Regions from separate parts of the Mus musculus genome. Here regions 2 and 3 are each linked to region 1. A link is a contact called in public Hi-C and promoter capture Hi-C data. All regions are on one chromosome and are shown on one strand. Each heading gives the region's core, a stretch centred on a gene start, on an enhancer-like site or on the middle of the called end of the contact. The rest is flanking DNA. Distances are from core to core; before and after follow the strand shown.

Evidence for each region. A called contact is a pair of places that touch in the nucleus more often than the background predicts. Capture Hi-C pulls out chosen DNA fragments and counts their contacts.
Region 2: a promoter capture Hi-C map of pancreatic islet shows a contact between it and region 1. The contact joins the promoter of Npy4r here to the promoter of Ldb3 in region 1. A contact is called at or near these places in 2 of 39 promoter capture datasets (liver and stem cell-derived epiblast-like cells), 1 of 484 Hi-C or Micro-C datasets (embryonic stem cells) and 3 of 9 other capture datasets (adipose tissue, embryonic stem cells and pancreatic islet).
Region 3: a contact with region 1 is called in a Hi-C map of liver, with 2.4 times the contacts expected there. The contact joins the enhancer-like site here to the promoter of Ldb3 in region 1. A contact is called at or near these places in 10 of 39 promoter capture datasets (the 3T3-L1 cell line, cranial neural crest, embryonic stem cells and 5 more), 3 of 484 Hi-C or Micro-C datasets (embryonic stem cells and liver), 3 of 115 datasets of contacts at active chromatin or transcription factors (embryonic basal ganglia, embryonic hindbrain and embryonic stem cells) and 2 of 9 other capture datasets (embryonic stem cells and liver).

What each region holds. Positions count from the first base shown.
Region 1 is chr14:34,586,792-34,590,857 of GRCm38.p6, reverse strand. Ldb3 (LIM domain binding 3) reads left to right here and starts at 2,251. Exons shown (of 15, transcript NM_001039074.2): 1 at 2,251-2,481. The coding sequence starts at 2,389. It also overlaps a transcript of Opn4 not described here.
Region 2 is chr14:34,150,011-34,154,076 of GRCm38.p6, reverse strand. Npy4r (neuropeptide Y receptor Y4) reads left to right here and starts at 1,658. Exons shown (of 2, transcript NM_008919.4): 1 at 1,658-1,817.
Region 3 is chr14:34,239,062-34,243,127 of GRCm38.p6, reverse strand. Shld2 (shieldin complex subunit 2) reads left to right here. Exons shown (of 10, transcript NM_001360074.1): 8 at 1,613-1,841. Among named protein-coding and RNA genes, the nearest start is that of Syt15, 21 kb to the right of the region's middle. Within about 2 kb of position 2,242, at least 9 of the 459 cell types and tissues checked have an H3K27ac peak or open chromatin away from gene starts, as enhancers often do. A contact at or near this core is called in liver, where this site is marked.

The sequences.
Region 1 (4,066 bases), core at 1,002-3,501:
GACTTTACTTTGTGCACTGGGAATACTTTTTTGCCTCTAGCTCCTCCCATAGCATTCTCACTGTGGCCCACACTCACATGTACATGGGCACTGGCAGGCACAGAGGTACCTATTGCATGCACACCAAGCAACAAGTGTGCACACCCTGCCCCTACTCGTTCCATGTTAGCGGTCCAAGTTCCTTCCAGATGTGGATCTGACAAGGCACAGGAAAATAAAAACAAACAAACAAACAAACAAACAGGGTCTCTAGTGATAAGCATGTCTCCTGGTGCGTCAGTGAAGAGAACAGGGCCTGGTCTTCATGCCTCCAGCAGTTTCTTTATTCTGACCCCTAGATTTCCAGATTTAACTCTCACTCCTAAAAACCCATCTCAAACTATATGGGAAGCAAAATAGAGGAGGGACAAAGGCCAGTATGGCCCATGCACCCCTCCCCAGTGACGTGTGGAGCTCCGCCCAGTCTCTGTGTACTAGCTGCTTTCCAACTGGCTTTGGATCTCCCAGGGGAGGCCAAGGGAGGCTGGCCTTCCCCTTTAAGAGCATCTCTCTACCACCTTTTCCTTAACCAGAAGCCACCAGGCAGTGCCAGAGGCCAGAGAAAGAGCCTTCGGCTCCAGGTACAACATCGATGGGGTTCCAGGACCAGGTCTGCCCTTTCTTTCTGGTTATGCCTCCTGGCTGGATCTTCCCCAGCTGGGAATGACAGATAGATGGCCCTGGGGAGCAAGGAGAGAGTTAGGATGGATGGGCTGGTACAGAGGATGGGATGGGAGAGGGATGGGGAGGTCCGGCCTCCTGGCCATGAAGGTGGAGTTGCATGGTACAAAGAAAAGCCCAAGCCCCCACCCCCCACTGCTTCCACTTGCAATTTTCATGGCCTTGGGCAAACTACCAAGTGACCCTGGAACATCACCACTTTTACCGTGCACCCTACATATGGCAGGACTGGGGTGTGAGACCGGAGTTATGACAGCTAGGAAATTACTCACACTCAGGCCAGCACTGAGCCTTCAGGTTAATGTCTTTGAGAGGGCCACCAAGAAGCCACCCCATCTTCCCTGAAACTCAGTTTCTCGAGCTGAGGAGCCTGAGTGAACCTCGATCTATCTCCAGACCACATGAGATCTGAAGTCTCTCTTTTGGGAGGGCAGGCTTCTAGGGGTATCTTAATCCAAACATCATGCTGGTTGAAGTCCCAAGGGCCAAGGCCCCCGCCCAGGGCACACTGTCACCGGGGTATGGGCTGAACATGCCACACATGCTTCCCCCTCTCCTGTCCCTTCTATCTCTGTGTCCTAGCAGCTGAACAAATGGCACACATGGCACTTCTCCCTACCCCCCTGTCATTCCTGCGCAAAGGGCACGGAGCCTGGCGTGAGACGCTGGCAGCTGTAGCTTTCCATGCTACTGTCAAGTTTTCCAGGGTACAAATGAGACAGGAGAGCCAGGAATAACTGCCTGGGCCCCAGAGGGTCTAGAGGGGTGGGACAACCCCAGACCTGGCCTAAGACCTTTATCTTGGGGGTCATGCAGCACCCCCTTCTTCGGACCAGGGCTTTGGAAGATGTTATAGCCACTAGGAGCCTATTATCCGACATGAGTCCCATTGGAATGAGCTCAGGATCCTGTGGGACCTGAGTCCATTTTCTGTGTGACCTTGGAGAATAGATTTAACTTCTCTGAGACTTGGCTTTTACAATCCAAGGTGCCAGGACCCTGTGGAAGCTGATGTGAAGAGTCCTTTTCTGAACTTGGCCATGTTCAAAGCCCTGCCACTACATGAGCATTCTTATGTCCAGACCCATAAAAGCGACCCAGGAGCCAATCATTCTTCTGACCCATTGGAGGCTAAGCTGAGTCCAAGGCCCCACTGGGGCCCTACAAGGGATAAGGTGCCAACTCATGGTCCCCACCAGGGACAACAGAATAGCAAAACCCCTATCCAGAGTGGACCCACTGACTACCACAGAACGTGGACTCTGCAGAGGGTACAAGGGAGGCCAGTCCTCCATGCCTGCCCCTTGGGGATGGGTGTTCTGGGTGCTTGACACCCCTCCCCAGGGACTATATTAGCTGCGTGAGTCATGGTGGACCGGCTGGGAGGCCATGGGCAGGCGGGCCCAGTGTAGGGTTACAGTCCATTTATGGGCGCAGCAAGGGCAGATATCAGTGTCGATGGCATTCACTCCCAGCTATTCTTAGGAGCCTCCCAGGAGCTCTGCACAGCCTGGCCAGGCAGCAAGGAACGCAGCAGGCAAGGCCAGGGGTTGGGGTCTGGGGCCAGGACCAGAGATAGGGGCTGGGAAGATAGGCTGCATAAGGGTCCTCTCACCTGACTCTTCGTACTGTTTGCCTGCAGAGGAAGCCACCGCTGTCAGCACCAGTATGTCTTACAGTGTGACTCTGACTGGGCCTGGGCCCTGGGGCTTCCGTCTGCAGGGAGGCAAGGACTTCAACATGCCCCTCACTATCTCCCGGGTAAGTGCACATGGCCCACAGCCTCATTCTCAAAGGGGTGGGGCATTCTTGGAAGAGGGTACACTCATGACCATCTGTCTGTCAGTCTGTCTGTCTTCCCCAGGGCTCTTGCCCGATTCCTGGTCTGAAGTCCAGGGCTGGAATGGTCTCCTTATCTTAGCCACAGATCAATTTGTTTCACCTCAGCTCGTTCCCTGGACTTTGCCCATCTAAGCAAGACGTCAGGGGCAAATAGCTTGGCATTTTGAGTGGAGGAAGAAATGCTGAGTTGGCAGACTGGGTAAGCTTGTGGGTAGAGAGTGCAGGGCCTTCCCCAGCACGGTAAGCTTGAGGTAGTCCCCAAGCTTGGAATCCCTCCCTAGAAGCAGGCAGCTGCTTAGGAAAGAGCATATCTATCAGGAGGAAGGCAGTGCCAGTCAGGTAGACAGAGGGACAGCGTGTTGTCCTTGCTGCCCTACTGTTTGTCGGATGTAAGTCCAGGAGAGACAGCACTGTCCAATGGAAGTAACACTGAATGTCAGGGGTGATGGGGACAGCTCCTGTGATTTGGAGAAACTGAGGCCCAGAGAGGCCAAAAAGTAGACACACTTGGAAGGAAGAGAAGTTTCATTACTGCTGTAGTCCCAGCCCCTAGGCCACAGCCTGGTGCTATCTGCTCACTATGTGTTAAGTAAGGACACCCTACAAGTCCTGGTAGACGTGGGACCAAAGCTCTCATGGCTTAGGGGGCCTGGGAGGCATACAGGGAACTAGTATAACCTGCTTGGTGGCTGAGCCCCTGGCAGGCCTGATCTGGGCTTACGATGTAGAGTTAGACTCCAGGATGTCACTGTACAGTTGGAGGGTGGAATCAAGTATGACTGGATTGCAGTTTCTTCCATAGAGTGGCAGACAGTGCCCTTGGACCTAGGGCTAGCACTCAGTGGTAGTGGGGAATCCTGGGAAGTCCTGGACAGAGGGCCCAGTGCTCCCTCTGAAGCAGTCTTGGTCCTCCTATCACTTTTAAGCTAGGCACTTTGAGGAGCCTTTGTGGAAGGGCAGTGTCCTTCACCTCTCTACCTCAGACCTGAAGTCTCTGCCCTCCAGACACACTGCCCTGAAAACCACTGGGCCCCCTATTAGGAGGATACCCTAAACCATGTCCATCTTGCTTGATGATGTGGTGACATATAGATAGGTGAGCCCAGTGGCTACCCCCAATCCAGGCTCTGCCCAGGCCCCACTCCTGTATAAGACAGGGCCTCTCCTACCGTCCTCATGTGCCCTCTGACCTCCTATGCCTAGGGCTGAGCCCACAGCCCCCAAAGCCCACCATCTCCAAGGCCTGCTGCTTTGTCTTATGGGAACAAATTCATCACTGAGATCAGTAGCACCCAGGAAAGTCAATGACCTCACTCCGGACCTATGCACCACCTGGCCCCGGATGGCCAAGGCTTAAATGGCAGCAGGGAGGCTTTAAGCTAGACAGCAGGAAGAATGTCCTCATTCAAAGAGGGGGTGTGCTGGAAGCTAATGCTAGGGAGACTTTTAAAAATAGAAGCCAGGGTACTAGGGGTTTACCTCATATCTGATACATACCTCAGAT
Region 2 (4,066 bases), core at 409-2,908, 440 kb after region 1:
TGGAAGCTGGCTTCCAAAGGCTCTACAGGCAGCCAGGCCCTTCATAAGTGCCCTGGGACGGTGACAGTGACCGTGATGGTGTCTGAGTTCCTGCATACGCACAGGAGCTAGTGTTCATGGTTCTCTCTGTTGGAGCTGAGTGGCTTCTAAATGGCCAGTGATTTCAGATGTTCTCCTCCCAGGAGCTACCATTATAATCAGGTCCTGTAAAATAAATTTCTTCCTCTGTCAGAGTTGCCTCCATTTGTGTACCTATGGGAGGCCTGGATGGTGACAGACACAAGAAGATACAGAGTGAGGAGACAAGGGTATCGTCCAGCCATCCCATTCGATTGTGCGCAGAGCTGGAGGCTTGTGGGAGTGCATTATGCAGTCGGGCCATGGAAGGTGGCCTGAAGGAGAAGCAGCATATTGCAGCCTGTCCACCTGGGATGAGAGTGGTCCCTAAGGAAGAGGTAAGAGGCACAAACCACAGCCAGTGAGCAGAAGCCTGAAGGCGTAGCAGGGTTTATGCCCCAAATCTGGCTGCTTCTGGGCGGAGCGACTTTAGGCTCAGCTGTGGTCCTGTTGCTTCACCAGGGAGGCAGGGATGAGGATACCCAGCTCTCAGAGCAGCTGTGATGAATAAATAGGGTAATTTCTGTGCAGTTTTAGGTACACCTCTGAAGGACCACTGGCCACAGTGCTAGGAACCATTTCCACTGGGATCCACCTAAGAGTTCCTGTGTGTGGATGATCCTGTTACCCCAGGAGGTCCACTAAGCTCAGATGAGTTTACCACACGGCCTCTTTGGGGGAGGGGTTGCCTTAGTGTATTAGAAGCAATAACCTGGCTCCATCATCGAATCCATTGCTGCAACCCTGCCTGTCTGTTCAGGATTGTCTTGATTGTTTTTCTGGAAGCCCACCCACCTCTTTCCCTCTGGCCACATTGCCCTAATAACCCCCCCAGCCCTGCCTCAGGCCTTGCTGTGTCCTCTCTTTGGGTCACCATCTAAAGAGGACACAGGTCAGCTTGCTCTCTGGAGCTTAACTCATTCCTTTTCTGTGCTTAACTCTTTTCTGCTTCTCCAGGCCTCAGAGCTCTGAATTGATGATATGACATCGGAACCAGATCTTGTGTCATTCAGCTCTGTGTGTACAGTCAGACAAAAAGGCTCACAGTTCATGTTGGGCTGAATAGGTAGAATGAGTTTATGAAAGGTGTCTGGTGTCTATCCATCATCCCTGGATTTCTCCCGAGGATTTCACCATGTTCTTGGAACCCAGAGACTCTAGCTTCTGCCTCCCAGGTTCTGTCTGGGATTAAAATGCAACCACTCCCCACTGTAGGAAAGTACATTTTAAGTCCATTCCGTGGTTGAGGAAACAGGTTGAGAGAGAGGAGGAGGAAGCGTGCGCTAGAGCGTATACATGCAGTGTAGTTTGCCTGCAAGTGGCAGGCTGACTTGTGTGTCTGACTCTAGGGCTGCCAGCACCTCGCCTCCTGGGGGCTGGCTGTGGGTGCGGCTCCCAAAGTGGGCGGTGCTAGAGTTTTGTGGGCGGGTGTGGACTCCCGGCACAGGCAAGGACCAGCGGTGTGGCTGGGGCTGAGGAACAGATCTAGTGCAGAGTCAGTATTCGCCCCAGCGGGATTCAGCAAGAGGTCAAGGTACCCATCTTCCAGGACGCTGAGGGCGCTGCTTGGCTGAGGCCCCTGCAGCAGGGCGCCCGGAGGGCTTCCTAGCCAGGACTTGGTGTCACATCTACAGACAGTAGACCAGGGCTTGGTGCTCCAGTCTCCTCACCTGGGACGTGGTGGTCTGGTACCTCGCCAGGTGAGTGCATCTGAGGAAGTAAGCTGTCTATCTGAAGTGTCAAAGTGTGTGCAGGCAGGCATTCAGAACTGGCGGCTGGTTGTGGGGATTTAGGAGAGGATCATCTGCCAGCAGCTGTCCATCCTAGGGTGATTGACACATCGTGTTCATTGTTTTTCCTTTGATTAGGAAAGGGAACAGAGGAACTTTGGGGCCAGTGGTGCCGGTGGGGGTGGGATTGGTGCTGCACACTTGTGTCCACGGTTCAAAATGAAGTCCAGACAGGGTTTTACTGACTTTGCATGGTGTACGCCCCTTCAACCCAGGGCTATCACCTCCTGTCAGTTCCTAGGGGACTTGATGGCAGCAACGCTGGAATGTGAATGTGGTCACCAGGAGGAGAGAGTCAAGTCAACACTTCTCCAGACCTAGGGCTGAAGAGGCAGGCCATTTCATTGTCGGGCTTTCTGAGTGGTCTTGTGGGACAGGCCAGTGAACTGTCCAACAGAGGATTGAGGGCTTCAGGGACACCCTTTCACGTGTCTGAACCACATCCCAGCATCCTTAGAGGCTCCTCTGGGACCTGGCTTCATAGAGGAGTAGTAAGTGGGGTTTTGTCAATGGATGAGGGGTATATTTAACTGTCTTTAACATCTCCTGGCCACTTGTGCATCAGCGTTGGCACTAACTCACTTCTCTTTCTTCTTTCCAAAAATCTGTGTTTGGCAGGAGGGGTGCCAGGTTGACCAGGGATCCAGTTCTGCTTCCTACAGCTGTAACCTTGGCCAGGGCCTCTCATCTCACTACCTCTCCTCCTTAAGATGGAACCAATGGCGCTGGACCGGTGGCTCAGTGGTTAAGGGCACTGGTGGCTCTTCCTAAGGACCTGGATTTGATTTCTGGCACCCACATAGCAGCTTGCAACCATTTGTAACTCCAGTTCCAGGAGATATCAGTCTCTCTTTCTGGTGTATCTCAGCACCAGACATGCATGTGGTATGCAAATATACATGCAGGCAGAACACGCCTACATATAAAATAAAAACGAAAGTTTAACTGGAGCTAGCGTTAGATGGGACCACGCGAATTTGCCATCTTTACAGCTCAACTACTGATCAAGCCATAGGGCTCAGCCCACTAATGCCTTCCTGGTGGGACTGTGGCATAGCTTATAGTTTAGTAGGATGGCCAATGAAAACCAATTGTATCTTCTACCCTGTGTCTCCTAGGAAACACGAACTCTCAGGGTAAGGTAAGGCCTTGTCTTCTTGAGGAAAGGCATCTGCAGCCTGTCTTCCAAAATTCCTCCCAAACACTCTACTCTGATCCTCCTACTTCAGTGGGCTCAGCTCCTCTCCAAGCCAGGCATCCCCTAGGTTGTCCACGGGAGTCTGCTCATAGCAGTGACGTTTGGATGTTTGTTGCCACAGCCTTTTCTGTGTCTATCTGGAGCCTCATCTTTGGGCGGATGGTGGAGGAAGCACATGGGGTCCATTTTGAATGATCCTGAGCTAATCACTGGCTGTGCATAGGGTTGATCCTCAGCTCTGAGACAGGAAGTATGGGAGTTTGATCCTTTCCAGCCATGGGGCCAGAGGAGTCCTGCCTTACAAGTGGGCTCTGAGCAGGGCAGGGCTTGAGGGTACCACATGCGAGCTGTGTGAGACCAGGTGCTGGAGAAGGATCAGAGTGGCAATGGGTCCTGGTGTGTGCCATACTTTTCTGGATTAGCACCAGGCAGCTGCAGTCAGGTAGACCCCGGGCATGGGCTCCTGATGGGAGGTGAGGTCCCTTAGGCTGGAGTTGTTGGGGTGAATGGGAAGGGGATTTATATTTGACGGACGCCTATGATGAGCCAGTTTGGCTTTGGGGACCCCGACCTGCCAGGAGGTTGCAAAGAAAGCTCATGAATGGGACTTTTCCCAGTCACCAATTATATCATTTACCCAAATGAGACAGATGCTGATCTGAAAGATGTCTAAGGGACAGAAGGTCTGTGATCCACTTTCCTACTCTCCCGGGTTCCTTCGTCATCCCTTGCCCTAAGTCTGAGCCCGACGGCCCCTCAGCACATTGCCACTCACTGTCTCTCCCTTATATTGCCGAGGAACCTGGGGCTTAGACAATCTTAGTGACTCTCAAAGCTGCTGGGCTGCTTGGTGATGGGTGGCAGAGCCGTTATTTAAACCCAGGACAAGTGAATAAGAATAGCCTGGCCGGCTTAGGATCCTGGCATGGCACTCTGCTCACTTCTTACATACATGTCAAGG
Region 3 (4,066 bases), core at 993-3,492, 350 kb after region 1:
GGATGTGCTTTCCATGTGGTACCAAAGCTGTACTGTTGTAGCCAGTCTGTGATAGGTTGCATTCAAAAAGCCCCTAAGCTTAGCTCTTTTCACTATCTTATGGTCAACTACAAGGATGGAACTCATAGTTTCTGTCATTGTTTGTTTTAAATAGGAAAATGGAAAGAGAACATGCAGGAACAAATAACTCTTCCTACTCTGTTGCTATTATGATTATTATTATTATTTAAGTTAAATAAGGGCAAGAGAAAGGGGCTATCACACTAGGGAGAGTTCCCAAAAGGGTCTGCTTGGTGACAAAAGCTGGAGAAGGGTGGCTCTTGTAAAGAGCTGAAGATGCTCAGTCTCTCCTATAAGAAGCATAATTTGAGTGCCTAGAATTCTAGATTGCCCCTGAAACCAAAGTCCATTTTAGAATGGCCTCTTTTGAAAGAAGTATCCAAATATCTAAAATGACAGAATTATATGGACAGTCTTCTGAAATAATTGCACTTCTCATTAATTTTGTGTGTTATTGAACGTATCTGTGGAAAAGGGCAGTGTTGTGTCTGCTATAGCTTATGAAATATGTGACCACTTATTAAATACCCATTCCCACTAAGCCATGTAGAAATGTGTGCCTGAGTAGAAGAAATGATGAAAGCATCCTAGTCAAGACTAAGGCAAATGGAAGACATCAAGGAGAGTCGCCACTGTTGAACTCCTAAAGAGATGGTCAGAAAATAGAACCCGGGCTAACAGGATGCAGCCTTGCCTATCCTTTGTAAGAGGACCATGACGGCTACTCTTGGTTGCTGACTTGTTTGGATTAAAAAGGAAATTAGTGAAGTGCAACTCTTCATGAGTCTGCGGGGTATTTCCAAAGACAATAAACTAAGGGGGAGGCCTGTTCCGAGTGTGGTGGCAGCTTTGCATAGATTGGGGTCCCAGAGGGTAGAAAAGGGAAGGGAAAACTCCAGCTAGCCCCAGCCCCCTCTCTGCCTCCTGGCTGCTGTGATGAAAACTGCCTTGCTGTGCTGTCCCTTCTACCATGGCTACCCTGACACCTCTGAAACCAGGAGCCCAAATATATCGCTCTGCTTTTATTATGTTATGCCAAAATCTTTGTTTTAGTGACAAAAAGCTGGTTAACAAAAGAGCAAAGAATAAATCTGAAGGCTTAAAGAAACCTTAAATGAGTATGGAGAGGAGAGTCATATTCAGATAGATTCGTAGGCTTTGTTAGTATGCAGAAAGGCAAAAGTAAGGTAGGATCAAAGATCATAGTAGATGTTGTAGATACTCAATATATGTTTAGTAGATGAATACATTGTTAGTTAACATGCTTGAGGTTACAGTTAATGACAAAAGAAACCACATCCGCCACCTTGCTCTTAATTCCTTTTTGAATGGGAACCCAGAACTCACTCAGCTGCAGGCAAGTCCTCCATTATATTCTTTATGGAAGCTGTAAGTAAGTTGAGATCCTGTAGGCAGGGATGAATTCCAAGAGCAAGACCTTGGTGCAGCTTATCGTGTGACTGTAAATGAACCATATTGCTAGCTGTGTTTGTCAGTTAAAGTTATTGTTGAATCAAATAATTATATTATCTCTCTCTTTTTTTTAATGTAGGAGTGGTTCTGATTAAAGCCAAGGTTTCAGAGCTGGTGTTTTCTGCTGCAGCAGCTCAGAAGATAGCTTTGAATGCTCGCAGCACTCTGCAGAGCATCTTCTCCTCTCTTCCCAGTATTGTGTATGCTGGCTGTGCACACTGTGGGTCAGAACTAGAGACAGATGAGAACAGGATCTACAGACAGTGTCTGAGCTGCCTGCCATTTGTTGGGAAAAAAATATTCTATAGGTAAGATGTAAAGAATGATATTTCGTTGGTCTGATAGAAACTACCTATTGCATAAAACAGGACATGACTAAGAACATAGATACCAACCCTTTATAATATAACTAACCAAGAACTTAAGAGGAGAATAAAATTTCCCTAAGTGACAAATAACTATTTATGAAACCAAGAATTGCCAGTAATGAGTCAGACTATTTTAAAGAATTAACTAGATCTTAATTTCTTTGAACAACCATCCTGAGGACTGTTTACTTGTAACCAACATCTGACAGTTTATCCAGAACTCATTTCCCCATCTTGGTATATAACGACAATGTAAAGGTTAAAGTGTTGTGTGATCTCTCCCGGGTTGTTTGCGGAGGCTGGGAAATGTTTGTTTAGCCTTCAGTGCTTCCGTTTCCACCTTTACTTTAGAAGTGAATGATAAGCTGGTCAGTGTATGTTCTCTGGTGAAAGTGTTAACCAGCTCACTCCGTGAAGAGCACGCTGCTTTCAGATCAGTGTTCAGAGTCTTGAATAATTGGTTTTTAGAATCATAAAATTGCAGTCCTTTACAAAGGACTGGAAGTGACTCATGTTTTATGTCCTTTCCTATTATTTATAAATATTTAAATGTCTCAAGAGGAAGCACATGTGTATTCAGTATTTTTGTTTTATCTATTTATTTTTGTGTTGTTTTAGACGAGGTCTTGTTAGGCAGCCCAGGCCGGTCTCAAACTAATAGTCCTATGTCAGCCTGATGTTCACGCACCTCCACGTCCGTCTGCATTCAGCAGTTCATTTGTTGTGGCACACATACAGACGATGCAGAGAGGCAAGGACAGGAAACCTGTATGTGGTGCAGATACTGCGTTTGTTAGAGATAAGGGAGTGAAGCTGGGCCTGGTGCTGCTTGTGGGCCGCCCCAGTACCAGGAGGCTAAAGTAAGACCTCAAGCTCGGGGCCAGCCAGGAGACGTAGCAAGACCTTGTAACTACAACAGAATGAGTAAAGTAAACAAATAAAAACAAGGGAGTAAAGCTTACCTTTTTTCTTAGTTTTCAATCCAGATGATTGAATGTAAGGCCTTATTCTAGGCAAATGCTCTATGTAATTCTTGTTTTTACCTTTTGTGTTGAGACAAGGTCTCACTAAATTACCCAGGTTGGCCTCCTTGAACTTACTTTGTAGCTCAAGCTGGCCTTAAAGTTTGATCTTCCTGTGTCAGCCTCTCAATGAACCAAAGGCCTGCGCCACCAGGCCTGATCAGAAGTTCACTATTGCTTTGTGGATTGCTGAAGATTGAATTAAGGTTCATGGTATACAACAAACATAATGAAATGGACTTGTTAGTAGTTAAAGACCTTCAAAATGAAGTATTGATTCATTTTATGTAACATATTTAGGGGTGATGGGACAAGGTCTTGCTATGTAGCCCAGGCAGGCCTCAGATACATGCCTTGCAATTTGTAGTTAATTGTACACTATCTTTTAAAAACATTATTGAGCAATAAGTCCTGTGCCATCATATTAACTCACACATAGTATGTGCACACATGTCCTCCATACACACACACAATAAAATATTTAAGAATTTTAACTATAGGGCTGGTGAGATGGCTCAGTGGTTAAGAGCACCGACTGCTCTTCCGAAGGTTCTGAGTTCAAATCCCAGCAACCACATGGTGGCTCACAACCATCCGTAACAAGATCTGACACCCTCTTCTGGAGTGTCTGAAGACAGCTACAGTGTACTCACATATAATAAAATAAAAAAAAAGAATTTTAACTATATAATTCAATGATTATATGTATATATATATTCTAATCTTGGAGTTAGATGTAAAGATCAGTGGTGCAGCATTTGACCAACACACATGAGCTCTTGAATTGGATCCCTAGCACCAAACCAAAAAAAAAAATCCCAACCAGCCAGCCAACTAGCCAACCAACCAACCAACCAGCTAGAACAGTAGCAACAACAAAATAAAACAAAACATGCACACACACACACACACACACACGCGCGCAAACAAACCAACAGACAAAACCCCCTTTCCTATCAGGTTCCCAAGTTCCATGGATGGAAGAACCAGATTTTTCTTGTCATGAGTGTACAACAGCATTAGCATATAATAGAGACTCAGTTTGTATTTGTTCAAATAAAGAGTGGAAGAGAGCAAGAGAGAGAATAAGAGCAGATGAGAGACAGACACAGAGGCAGAGGTGGACAGAAAGAGACTGGGGTC